2 separate regions of the Zea mays genome follow, and region 2 is linked to region 1. The links are chromatin contacts, called in public Hi-C maps. All regions are on one chromosome and are shown on one strand. Each heading gives the region's core, a stretch centred on a gene start, on an enhancer-like site or on the middle of the called end of the contact. The rest is flanking DNA. Distances are from core to core; before and after follow the strand shown.

What was found. A called contact is a pair of places that touch in the nucleus more often than the background predicts.
Region 2: a contact with region 1 is called in a Hi-C map of ear, with 4 times the contacts expected there. The contact joins two enhancer-like sites. A contact is called at or near these places in 2 of 25 Hi-C or Micro-C datasets (ear and tassel).

The regions. Positions count from the first base shown.
Region 1 is chr5:157,100,737-157,108,079 of Zm-B73-REFERENCE-NAM-5.0, forward strand. It overlaps the pseudogene LOC103628591. Among protein-coding and RNA genes, the nearest start is that of LOC103627089, 61 kb to the right of the region's middle. Within about 2 kb of position 2,590, at least 17 of the 20 cell types and tissues checked have an H3K27ac peak or open chromatin away from gene starts, as enhancers often do. A contact at or near this core is called in ear and tassel, where this site is marked.
Region 2 is chr5:157,557,198-157,563,648 of Zm-B73-REFERENCE-NAM-5.0, forward strand. No RefSeq gene overlaps it. Among protein-coding and RNA genes, the nearest start is that of LOC109939553, 96 kb to the left of the region's middle. Within about 2 kb of position 3,169, at least 15 of the 20 cell types and tissues checked have an H3K27ac peak or open chromatin away from gene starts, as enhancers often do. A contact at or near this core is called in ear and tassel, where this site is marked.

The sequences.
Region 1 (7,343 bases), core at 1,340-3,839:
GCGGAGAAAAAACAAGCAAAAAACGCTACAAGATTTTCTAGCCCAAAAAACTCAGATTCCTTGGCAAGCGGCATTGCTCTCAAACCAAGACAGACGGCTACATAAGACTCCACCGGTATACCACCAGCTTAGAAAAACAGCTGAAAGAACTATAGTACAGAAAGGTGATGTTGAAAGTTCCATTCCCCTATAGCTGATGCTTCCAAATAGAAAGCTTTTAGAATATAGAGCAAAGACCAGGAGATGTTCCAAGGCCCAGATGTGTATAGCATACCCTTTGAAAGCTTAAGCATTTAAACAGAACATTTCTAGCTACATATTCAAAGCCCATAAATATGCCTCTTATGAAGAAGAGTATAAGCTAAAGAGACATTAGAACATTTTTAACTACCCAGGACCCTCCTATAAGTTTCCAAGAAGGTAATGAAACATTGAGTGCCAATCCAATGACTGAACAGCAAGCTGGTTGTTCCAAGAAGGAACTTCGAAAGGTGACACCAGGATTTTGGCCATCAAGAATTGCAGTTCCACACAGATACTACAGGCACTAACAGTAACTTTAAAACAACATACAGAATTGTAAACTGATATTACAGCTTACATGGTTATCACATCCCCTGTCGATGCAACGATGTAATTGACCACCCGGCATCCGGCGCTAGATTTGGTGCCTCGATATTGTTCTCTTATCACTCATTTATGCTTCCGGTCTGTCCATAGCAAGGCTAAATATATATATCATCAATAAGCCTGACCAAACATTTCCACAATCGAATTGGCAATCAGCATCATCAGCTAAATAGCGTCTGAATCATCCTTGTTATAGGCCAATGGGAACTCATCAAACTGCTCCGTGACATCGCAGCCCTCTCCGATGCTCTTCAGAGCGTGGAAAACCCGATACATTGAATGCCTCTCCGTCACACGGGGCTGGGTGCAAGCAAAAGCTATCTTCAAGAACTCCTGAATCTCTGCCTCATGGCCCTTTCCACGCAATGGTTTATCAATAGCATCACTGATTCGACTAGAAGCCTTGAGCTGGTTAACCCAGTCCACTAATGTCCCCTTGAATCCTTCACCTGTCACGTCAGTAACCACAGCAGCAGCCTCCTGCCCGCTAACAAGCTCAAACAATATCACCCCAAATGCATACGCATCGCCTTTCATCGTACCAACTGGATTGCTAGCATACTCTGGAGCAACATAGCCAAACTCCCCAAAGTCCCCGTTCAGGAAAGGACTGGTATCACCACCCTCGCCAGGCGCCATCCGGACCAACCTTGTGAGCCCAACATTCGTGATCCGAGCATCATAATCCTCGTCGAGAAGCACTGCACTCGAGCTCAAATTCTGGTGAATCTGCGGAACCTGGAACCCATGGTGCAGCCACGCAAGCCCCCTTGCTGCCCCCACGGCGATCCTAAGTCGCGTTGCCCAATCCAGCGGCGCTTCCCCTGGCTTCTTCATCACCGATGAAAGAGCCCCACTCTCCATATGCTTATACACCAGCAGCCTCTCGTCCTCGACAACACAGAAGCCCAGCAGTGGCACGATGTTAGGATGCCGCAGCTGCCCCATACGACCCATCTCTGCCCTGAACGCCTTCTCCGAAAGTGGGCACGAGTGCAGGCGCTTGACCGTCAGTGCAGACCCGTCCCGTAGCACGGCTCGGTAAGCTGTCCCCGGCCGCCCGCGAGCTCCCGGCGACCACGATGTGGCTAGTGCTGAAGTCATGGGTGGCGGCCATCAGGTCAGCGAGCTTGACCTTCACGATGGGCTTCTGGAACAGCGAGACCGGGACCAGGCGGTTGTGCGCCGCCCGCAGCCTCTCGGTCCACCAGCTCCCGTCTTCCCCACCGCCCGACTCGCTGGTGCCGCGCCTGTGGCGACGGCGGCCTCCTTTGCCCTTCCCGGTGCACTGCTAGAAGAAGTAGGCGAGGAGCAACGAGGCGGCGGCGCCGAAGACTCCCGCGGCTATGACGATGCCAAGGCCCGTGCTCCCCAGCCCGCGGCCGCAGCGAGAGGATACGGGGCGGCCACAGAGGGGGTTTATTTTAGTGCCATGGCGAGCGGGCAATGGCGACAGTTGTGGGCAAGTGTCGAGGGTTGAGGGGCGGCAGTTGAGAGGAAGCGAAAGAGGCAACGACAGGGTCACCGGCGTACCTTGGCGACGTCAAGGGGGTTGACAAGAATGGCGGACACGACGGCAGCGCCGGCCGCCACCAGAGCCCGCTCGGTGAATCCGGCGAATCCCTTGGCCTTGCTCCATCGCTGGCTGGCAGTGAGGCAGGGGAAGGGACCAGAAGAAGGAGGGGAGCTAACCATCTCGGGTGGGAGCGGCGGGGAAGGAGGAGGCACGTGGCGCGTGGGTGGGGAGCATAACCATCACGATTCGGCATGGGGAGGACGGGGTGTGCGGCGGGGGAGGCGCGTTGATGGCGCGGTAGGGGCGAACGAGGCGGGTGTGGGAGAGGGGAATGCGCGGTTGAGGGGGCGAGGCCGGAGCTACTGGATTGCGATGAGGGGTGGGCGCACGATTGTTGCGCGGAGGCAAGGCGAGGGCGGATCTCCCGACCATCTCGTGGGGGTGAGGGAGGGCGGGCTCGCGGGGATCGACAACGCACAACAGAGAGAGAGGTGCGCACGGACGGTCTAGATCACCGGAAGGCAGAACGCCAAAAAGGCAGGCTACTCTTAGAGGCTTAATAAGTAATAGAGATTAGCTGTTATTATGGTTATTCTCTGCAGCTGCTGTTGTATTCTTTAGATTGCCAGTTAGCAATTTGCTCTTGAATGCCGTTCTGGTTCATTTGTGAACCTGATGTCTTTATCCTTGTATGTACTGACTTGTGTAGCTGACCACAGGAAGCGAAGGCATGCGACGAGGACGAGGTGCGCATGAATTCTAAACATCTGGGATTTCCGGAGAAAAAAAAAGGCCATGCCCCGTCGTCTCACGGTACCAAGACCAATTCCTCGTTTAGCCTGCAGTCTGGAGCCCAGCAATTAACCCCGCTGGCCCTGGCCTCGCAGTGTGGGATGGCGGAAATCATGGGAGAGATCTGAATTAGCATATATTGAAATCAAATGTATGTCACAATCTATATCTTAAAATAATTTAAGCTTATTTAAACTTTTTATTCGGTTAAACTCATTATAGATTATAATCTAAGAGTTTTGTTGAATAATTAGATATTTTTCAGATTAAATTTGAATATAAATCATGACCAAATCAGAAAAAACGAAGTATAAAGTCAAATCAGATGATACATACTGATGGACCATTCACGTGGATGTCGTACGCACGCGGCCCCTCGCCCCGCCCCGTCCCAGCTATGCCAGTCGAGCGAGCGCGTGTGGTTCTCCATTCTCTCTTCTCTTATCCATGACTTGGTGAGTGAGTGTGGCCTCCATATTTAAACTAGTTTCACTGCACTTGGACTAACAATATGGTACTAATAGTTCCATCATTCTCTAGCTATACCCATACATGGATTTTTGAGATTTTTCTACGATTTAATTGAATTTCTTAATTGGGCCCTAGCCCATAAATCCTAATAGGTTTGAGAATTTTTTAAACTATAAAAGTCATAGATTTTATCCACGGCTCATTAGGAATGGAACAAATCCATAAAGATAGTACACAAGTTTATACTAGAATCTATATATAAAAAAGAATAACTAGGTTTAATAGATAGATGGATTAAATGATGGATTTAATCTCATCATACGATTAGGTACGAGATGTAGATTCACTCAATTTAGATCTAGATTAAATTCATAATGAGATTTCATCCCTTGTCATCGAACAAGCGTGAGGTCATATTCGGTTACTAGTGGTTTGAGGGGATTGAAGAGGATTAAATCCCCTCCTATTTAAAATTGAATAGGAGGAGATTTAATCATCTTCAATCCTCTCCAATCCCATAGCAACCGAACAAGCAATGAAGAGGGGGAGGAAACCACGATGCGCGCGCGCTGCTGACCTTGGCATGCGGTATCGCTTTTTCAATCGGTGCTTATCGCGTGCTCTGGTGGTGATAAATATTAGTGGATCCGTCAACCAAGTGCAGCTTTACTTGTTTATTAGTATTCTTATGGTGCAACACATCTATCTGCGTCTTGGGTTTAGCAGGAGGGTGGCAAATGGCGTGCCCGGTAGAGGCTCCGTTTCGTTCTCAAACGGCTGGAGATTTACATTTACGTTCATACCGTGGACGAGAAAGTGTTTGCCCCTAAACGATGAGCGGTAGTGAGCTGTTTTGTTTAAAAGGTAAAAAAAAAATCTCAATCTAGAGATCACGTGACTTGATTCCCGAATCCAATCCAAACATCTAGAGAAATCAAAACACTTCAAAAAGCTACAACTCAATCAAGTATCGATTGGATACGCCTACTACGTTTCTGAAAAAAGAATATGAGCTCCTAAGGACTAAAAAACTTGATTTGGAATTCAAAGGTTCACAGGAAATTCCAAAGACCTTTAGGGACGAGCAGCAGTGCTGGACCAAAGTCCACCGGTGCCGACGAGGAGCAATGCCGCGCGTTAGAGCAGCAGCGCCGCTCGATAGAAAATGATCAGGTCGACCTCAAATTTGCAGGCAGCAAGTGCAGACGAAGAGAAGGTGATTCATGAAGTTTGATCAGGAAAAGATAAGCGCAACCAAAATAGATTCAAAAACTCAGTTTCGAATGAGGTTTTGTTGCGGTTTTGCTATTTCGAACAAAACTGGTCAAGAACTCCACACACTCAAGATTTTGCTTGAACCAGAGACTTAAGGTAATTCTAGGGCAGTCCCAAACAGAGAGTATCACCAAAAAAATTCCTCAACCATCAAGAACAAGAATTATCTCAAAATCCACAAAGGAAGGGTTGAGAAGAAGAAAATACATCAAGTGCAAAATCGAATCTGATAAAATGAAATAAAAAGCAGCTTTGCACACTTCCTCAAAATCTCACAACCTCAAACCATGGTTTAAATGCACCTAAGGTATAAAGCCCAAAGAGATAATCCTACATAACTAGCCCCTCTTCTCTATTTATAGAGAGTTATTATACTTCTCTAAACTATTCATACATACTAGAGCTTATCCACTCAGCCATGATTAAAATGGACCAACTCCTGAATTTTTTATCAGACGGCCACACACTCTTCACGAAGTTGCTTTGTCTCGCCGCACTCTTCGTGACGACGCCATGTGCCTCCCTTGATTCCTCCTGGAACCGTACCACCGGATTTTGAGGCCCAAACTCGATGAAACCAGCGAAATATAGTGCTGGATGGTTTTGAGGCTCAACCACTGAAACCTTCGTAGGTAGTGTATTCCATACACGACTCCCACGTCCTGGACGCGTGTCCCACCGGTCCGCAAATGCGTCGACAAGACGACCCGCTCCTCCACATCGTCGTGTCCGTCAGTGCCTGTAGGTGTCAGCCACCACAACTAATCACCCAACTTCTCTAGTTCCTCGATCAAGACTCAGCGCTCGTCTTTCCCTGCTCCGGTCCATCGACATAAACCAGCATGACCTTCACCACCGATGTCGACCACCGTCACCTAACTGCACACATGCACACCACAATCCGAGAGACGGTTTGAGCATACACAAACTCACACCCTCGTTAATCCGACTGACTCACCCCAAGATGCTACCCATTGGCAACCACTCATCACAACCCGAACACAAAGGCACTGTTAACTTTGTGTTCGCATGTTTCAAAATAAAGATACCTCGTTAAGTGTTAATTATGTCGGTACAATGGCCACAACATCGAATACAATGCAAGATTATTATCTATTGCCTGTTCTTGGTTCTTTACCAAATCAATTCTTGACAAGTATATAAGTATCTACATATCCACGTATTAATCGACAATTTAAATACTTCTCTACATTGAAAAAATGGGGGTTACCAAACTAACTCTAAAATAGTTGTTTTTTACTTGGATAAGTATGTATAAATGCTAGAAAAATTGATTTTACGTCAACCAATATACACATTTTGATCATATTGTGTAAAACCGTTTGGACTGTTCCAACCGTTTAGATGTTGTTCAAAGAGTTTAGACGCTAAAAGAAAGGATGATATGACCGATTGCTTACCGTTTAGGGCTAGTTTGGTGACAATGAAATTAGAGAGGATTATGTGATAGGAAATCTCTGGCTATTTAAGCTGTTTTGGTGATAAAGGAATTGGAGACCCATAGATCTCCTCCAATTTTCTTATACCACATACGTTTCTTCGATGCAGATATCTGGACCATGTTCAGATAAAACATTTATGATAGCCCCAATGACATTTTTTTATTTGAATTTATCCACCACCAAGCTGATGCGATGTTGCATTGCTGTACAATGTCTGTGTGCTTCTAGAAGTTTTACTCACCCCTCGGTTGATGGACCGGCAAGCGGCAACACCTACCACAGCATCGTGCGGCCAACCATTGTGTCCCTAGCTGCGTGCGTGGGCAAGTCGTTTCCACTGACATACTACTGGCGCATCAGCGCGTGTAAAACAGGTTAATTTGAATCAAGGGAGAGTAGTAGAGGGAGGTTTAGACCAACTCCAGCGACACTTCCATCCCTATCCCTATTTTTCATATTGTACAATCTTCGTACTGTTCAAGTCGCCCAGCAGTCTCCCAATCCCTATCCGCATCCATGTGTATGATAGCTTGATCCCACGGTGTCAGATTTTTAAATACTTCATTCGCTGGTCATACACGAAGATGAGAGAGACAACGTGAGAATGAGGAGTGAAAGACCGAGCGTGAATTTTACGGAGACAGACGCAGAGGCTGCTGGAGAGCGAAATAGTGCCTCAGAGCGTGTATAATGCGGATGAGGAGTGGAATGGGGAGTGTTGCTGGAGTTGGTCATGAAGATGGTGATTTCGCTCAAATGAACAAAAGTGACAGTTTGGATTGAGTCAAGTGAACCATTTGAAATTGTACTTTTACATTGACAATTCCTTTTATGAAACTGTACTTTTCCTATGTGTTATGAATATTACACAAGTTATTATGCTTCTGCTTTGAAGACCACATATATACTCTTTTAATATAACACATTCGTGCATCGTGCGTTAGAAGAGAAAATGTGTTTCGTCCACCTCACCCCACATCGGCGAGATAGTCTGTCGTGTGTGGCGCCCCAGCATGGCCACGGCTTCGCACCCCCTCCACATCCGTCGGGCACCACCACTGCCACACCCTTGCCCCGGTGGCTGACGCGCTCCTCCGCCTCGACCTCCCGCACCATCTCTCTCTCTCTTCTCCTAGACGCCATTGCGGCTCGCGCATCACTGCACATGCCTCCAAACTCATTGTCGTCGCTCCCGA
Region 2 (6,451 bases), core at 1,919-4,418, 460 kb after region 1:
AATACCCAAACCTATCTCTAACACATGGTGAAAGCCTAGTTCCAAAATGTAGTTAAAATTGAGCAAAAATGAACAATAATTGACAATTGAAACTTAATTAAACCAACCTTCCATACAACACATTCACCATTCATTAAGCAACTAAATATGTGTTATGGATAAACTTATTTGAGAACTAAACATGAAAAAGGAGAGGGAATAGACAAAATCTAACCATCTTAAGCAACCTCATTTGAGGAAATAGAGAAAATAACCTAGCTATACTCTTCTCTCTCACATGTAAAACCCTAGATCCAAAATGTGGCTAAAATTGAGCAAGAATGAACAAAAATTGACAAAGAAACATAAACCAACCTTTCTTATCCACCTTCTTCCAAGAAATGAAGACCAAAACCTCCCCCTTGTTTTTTTGTGAAATCTGGACCTCCAAAATCGCCTCCAATGGAAGTTGGCTGCGAGCATACAGCTCCTGTCGGGGGGAAAAAGAGGGGTAATTATAACAGACAGTTCACTGGTGGTTGGCTTGAAAAACCGCCAGTGGAAATAGTTTTCCACTGGCGGTTCCCAAGCCGGGCCCACCTCGTTTTTTTACTGGCGCGCGATAACTGAAACCGCCAGTGATAATTTATGGGTGTCGCAGGCTTTGAGCTCTTTTCTACTAGTGATCATATACTAGCAGATCAGGGTTTAAGAGGCACACAATATAACTGAACCGGGTATATTTTACCGATGGGTTTGCGGGTTTGGGTACCATAAGAACGTACCCGCACGCCCGACGGTACAACTTTATTCCCATTAATAATCCCATGGGTAAGAAAATTGACCCATACATGTACCCTAAGGACTAGTTTGGATACCCCATTTTACCAAGGGATTTCTATTTTCCCATGGAAAAATGAACTAATTTTCCTTGGGAAAATGAAAATCCTTTGAAAAAATAGGGTTTCTAAACAAGCCCTAATAGAATAAAAAACCGTCGGGTTTCGATACCCTTTGCCATCTCTACTCGTTAGCGACGTGGGGGCTAAGACCTATGGGCGCATGGCACATGTGAATGTGGTGTCGTTTGGCTCTTGGCGACAATGTTAGCTTAGTGATGGCGCCATTGGTTTGATGTGGTTGGCTTGGCCGCTGCTTACGGGGGAGGACAACACATCTTTGTTCGATTGAAGATCAACGAGCACATGGCACGCTGCCGTAAGACAGCAGATTAGTTCTATTGGAGACTAGTAGGCCAATGGTGCCAGGCCTGGCCCATCCATCCACGCTTATGTAATGAGCATGAGCAGTGCGTTGCGTGTACAACCACCTGACCAGCTAGCCGTCGCGAATTGCATTGCAAAGCTACCAAGGACTATCAACTAGATGAATGCTCCATCCATCGACGCTTGTGTGGGCATGGGCCAGTAGGGCGCGCGATGACCATGACGATGGGGTAAACCATGATTTTTGTCTTCTTCAATTATTTTAAAAGATAGTTTTTTATTTTTATCTTTAAAAACCGGAAATAGCTCCTCATTTATATCTTCCAAAATCAGCCACATGACCCTTATGATTGCTTCCCTTGGTAGTTTTTTCTTTTATGTTTATTTTAGCTAAATGTTTGAAAATTGTAGTAAATTAAAAAATCATAAAATCGAAATCTATTTGCATTGGACTCCACATGAGTACATATACACAGTGAACAAATGGTATGCTTCAATATAGTTTTAGCTATATCTTAGATCTATGTTTTTGCAAGAATTAATTCACAATTATAGTTTTTGTAGACTAATTTTGATAAAAAAATTTGTGATGGGCTAATCATTATATCCTTGAGATGTAGCAAAAACATCATGCTCATTGGATCATATATGACTGTGTTATAGTTTTATGTAGATAAATTTGTAACTCAGTCATCTATGATCCAACGATCGTAAAATTGTTACTACAACTGAAGCATGCAATTAATAGCTCATCGTAAAACTTTCATCACAATTGGACTAGAGAAATTATAGCTATGAATTAGTTACATAAAAGCATAGATTCAAGTTACATAAAAGCTTTATATTAAAGCATGTCGAATTAAATTATTGTGTATTGTTAGAGGCCTTCCTCTTACGAAGGTCCTAGAAAACATAGCTAACTATTTGCTTTCAGCATATTACTGAATACTATAGGAGCTTCGTCACCAAAAGAGCTTCGGCATAGTACAAGAGAAGTACAACGAAGCACGCTTCATCAAGCAGGCTTCATCACGGCGAAACAAGGAGACGATGCAACGAGAAGGTGTTGCTCAAGTTATTAAATACAAATGACGATATTGTTCTTGTGACATCTTGTAAACTCTATATGTAATTGTTGGCATGAATGTAATAGCACACGAACCCTTATGGTTGTCTATAAATATATGAACAGTATCCACGTATTATTCACGCTGGATTGTAATTGCTCTTGTGTCATCACCTTCAAACAAGCCGAATGTATCAATGTAGTATAAATTATGATAATGCTTATACGTTTATTATGGGATAAATATGTGAATAGATAACACATCTTATGTGTATAAGCTTTTATTTTTATGAATGATGAAGACATGTTCTTCGTGACCTTCGTCTGAAAATCTCATTATATCCGAAAGAAGATAATGCCTCGAAGGACGAATGTCCTTAACGTTTAAAAATGGTGTTGCATTGTTCTTAATTCATAGTAGTTGAGAACGAGTGACCAACATGTATGTCTACTCATGCGGAGTTAAACGTGATTGAGTTTTATTTTATTATTTTTCTATGATTTAATATACTTTTTTCTAAGATGTAGATAAAATAAACATAAAAGAAAAAAACTATCGACAGAAACATTCATGGGTCAAGTGTATTTTGTTTCACGAGTTAGGACGGTCTCCAGTAGTCAATCTACCTCATCCTCTATATCACTCCCTATTTTTAAATATTACACAGCGTAATATAAAGACAAAACAACCATATGCATGCTCTACCGAGCATAGCATAAGGGAGATTTTTCCGGTTTTAGAGTTAAGATAAAAACTAACTTTCGTCATAGTTAAGAAGACAAAATAAACGTTTTTCATTTTTTTAACTTTAAACAATCACCACGGTTTCCGCCTGCGTGGGCCTGCTGGGCTCGGTTGCCCGTCGCGTTACCGGCCGTGGGCGCTCCCGTTCCCCCTCCTGCTGCTTTGCGGCTGGGCCGTTGGGATCTCATGAGCCCGTTGCGAAACCACTTTCGGGCATCTCGGTTCTCTTCTGAACTCGTGAAGGTGCAGGCAGAGTGTCAGCGTCAGGCGAGACAGACAACACATCGCATCAGAGACATTATTGTCTTTTCTCGTCCGTCCGTAGGACGAACGCCTCGCCTTCTTCATCAACCTGGGGGTGGAAACGGATCAAAGATATAAATTCGAATGTCATAGTTTACCATATTTTAGTCTGAATTCAGATACAAATTCGAATATATTAGAATATGAATACAAAATAGATAGTTGAATTCGAATTCTTGTTCGGATGTTTACTCAATTCAACTCAAACGACGTACCCTAAATTTAACATATGTATATGTGAATTTTTATTTAAGTACAAGTTTATAGATAATCAATAGATAATTAAAACATATTAAAATTAAAATTGATTTCTCATGATCCTCCATATCCAAGTCAACAAAACTATATAAACAATATTTTTAAACTATCGAAGCATGTAACAAAAGATAAACAACAACACATGATATTTAATAAGTGACATTTGTATAAATACAAGTAAATTAGAATTAATATAAAATAGTAAATGTACTAAGAAAAACAAATTTTTCGTTCTAAAATGAATGAATGTCCTATATAAATGTGTATACCAAAACTTAAATAAAAACATGAAAAAATTTATCTATATATTGTAAAGTGGATAGTTATAGTTGAATGTTTATGTAACTTAGTTTAGATGTGTTCACTATATAGATAAAGTGGAGAGTTATAATTGAATGTTTATGAAACTTATTGAATTTTATCATTGGATATCACTAGAAATATAAGGTTGATATATTTATTTATCATATAAATATTTTTTAATATTTTAAATGATATATATCATTTTTCTAGTATATTGTTAAACTTAAAATCATTTTTAATTAGTAATTAGTGATAAAGTTAAGTTTGAAATGGTTTCATGAAACATATTTTTTCACGGATACGGATAGTATCGAATGTTTCATAGTTTTTTTCGAATACGAATATAGAATCGGATAGAGAAAAGTACTATAAATCAAAATCGAATACATCCATTTGACATCTACATTGAAATCGAATACGAATACGGATATTCATATTAGCAATTTACGAATATGGATAATTTGAATCTCCAGACATCCATTTTCAGCCCTATCTGGAACAGTTAAGGGTTATTTACTTTCTAGGAACTGACCATCTATTTTATTTCATTTTAATCCTTAGATTTCAATAATTTAAAGATTAAAATAAAATAAAATATATGTACGGTGCAACTAGAAATAGGGACAGCCACATGCAGCGTTATTCTAGCGATCTCGACATCTCGTAGGCTTCCGTTCGGAAGTCATTATTAGCAGCCGAAGGGAGGCTGCAGCTTTTCTGATTCTATGTCCTGTTTATTTCAGTTTTTTAGCTTCTAGTCACCCGAAGTTGTCGTGGACTACCAAATAGCCAACTTATCAATCAATTTTTATAAGAATCGTTTTTTTGATAAAAACCATACAAAATTAACATGAATATAAAATCGGTCGAGCCACTGTGATAATAGAAATCCGTCACTTTTTAGATCCTAAATCATATGAACTTCTTTATTTTCCTCGTAACGTTATTCTCATGATACTCAGATTCTCTCTAAAACCAGATTCTCCCTACAATTAGATTATCAAAAAAGCTGGTTAGAAAAGGCTGAAACAAACTGACCATATGACACAAAACACTGTAAAAACGCTGCAGCAACTGCCGGCAAAGTACTGTGAAAAACGATGTTGCAAAATGGGAGGTCCCGTGGGCTCTGATTTAGATCGAGGTAGGCCCGCCTTCTGCGTTAGCTTTATTGCTTATTGATACTTGTATACAGTGTTAGTGGGTGACAAATAGGGTCATGTACTCATGTACAACCACAAACAACAGATTATCTGTAAGTTTTTTTTACAAAGACAAATAAATGGACTGTTCATATAATGAGCTGTCTATTTATCTGCCTATAAGTTATTTAATATTTTTATTTAGCTATGATCAAATATGAATATGATTCTTCTATATCCGGTATTGCTAGTTGATACAAAACAAATTGTAATTATTGGAATCATGATTTCATAAGTAATATGTTATATATATTGTCATGCCACCTTATTGTTTATGGGAAAAAGTTTAAATTACTCTCTTCACCTGTGGATAATGTTCACATAACTCCTAAAATATGTTTTTAGTTCAGTTTAGCCCTTCCACTCCTTTGAGTTGATTCACTTTACCTCTTAACAAAATTTTTATTTTTCATTCCTTTATGTACAAACTGATTTTCAGTTCAAATTTTGTTGGTTAATAGATAATAACATAACTAAACCTAGAAAATGTATTATGATTTTTATAAATATTTTGATATGTTAGGGATTAGATAAGATAATAACTTTAATGATACCAAACTAAATATGAGATAATGATAAAACCTTTCTTAACATATTTTTATAATATAAATTATGATGTCCACAATCACTTCAAAAAATGTAAACTTGAATTTCAATTTGTACATGGAAGAAACAAAAAAGATAAATTTTGTTAAGAGGTAAACTGAACCAACCCAAAGGATTGAAAGAGTAAAATGAACAAAAAAATACTTTAGGGGATTATATGAACATTTATCCATAGGTGAGGGGGGTAATTTAAACTTTTTCGTTTTTTATGTGTGCCAAATATGTTTACTGTGATGACAACATTTATTATTGACTCATATATTATTAAACAAATGAAAAATTGAAACTAAATAAAAAATCTACGAAAATAGAAAAAAATGAAAACACCAAGTTTTCCATCATCTCTTCTCCATCTTTCTGGTCCCACTCTCACATTCTCGTCCCACTTTCTCTCATCTCTACTTTCCCATCTACTTTCACCCCGTGCAACAAGCATGGCCGTGCTCAGCCCAGTGACGCTCTCCCAGGCACGGCGAAGGCGCTCGGCCCGGCACGACCAGGAGAAGCGCGACTGTCATGGCAAGGAGCGTGGTGCACACCCAGAGATTACCAAACCATTTCTAAGCAAAATAACCGCCACTGATCAGTTGTTATATCCGAATTTAAGCATAAATTCATACATGTCTTAAATATGTGTTATGATTAAGTCTCACATATATAACTTATGGTATAGAAATCATTGCCGTATCTTTATTATATAATATGAGTTCTGTACAAAATAGCTACCAAATTACATCATATGACGACAACGATCCTTCGCAAC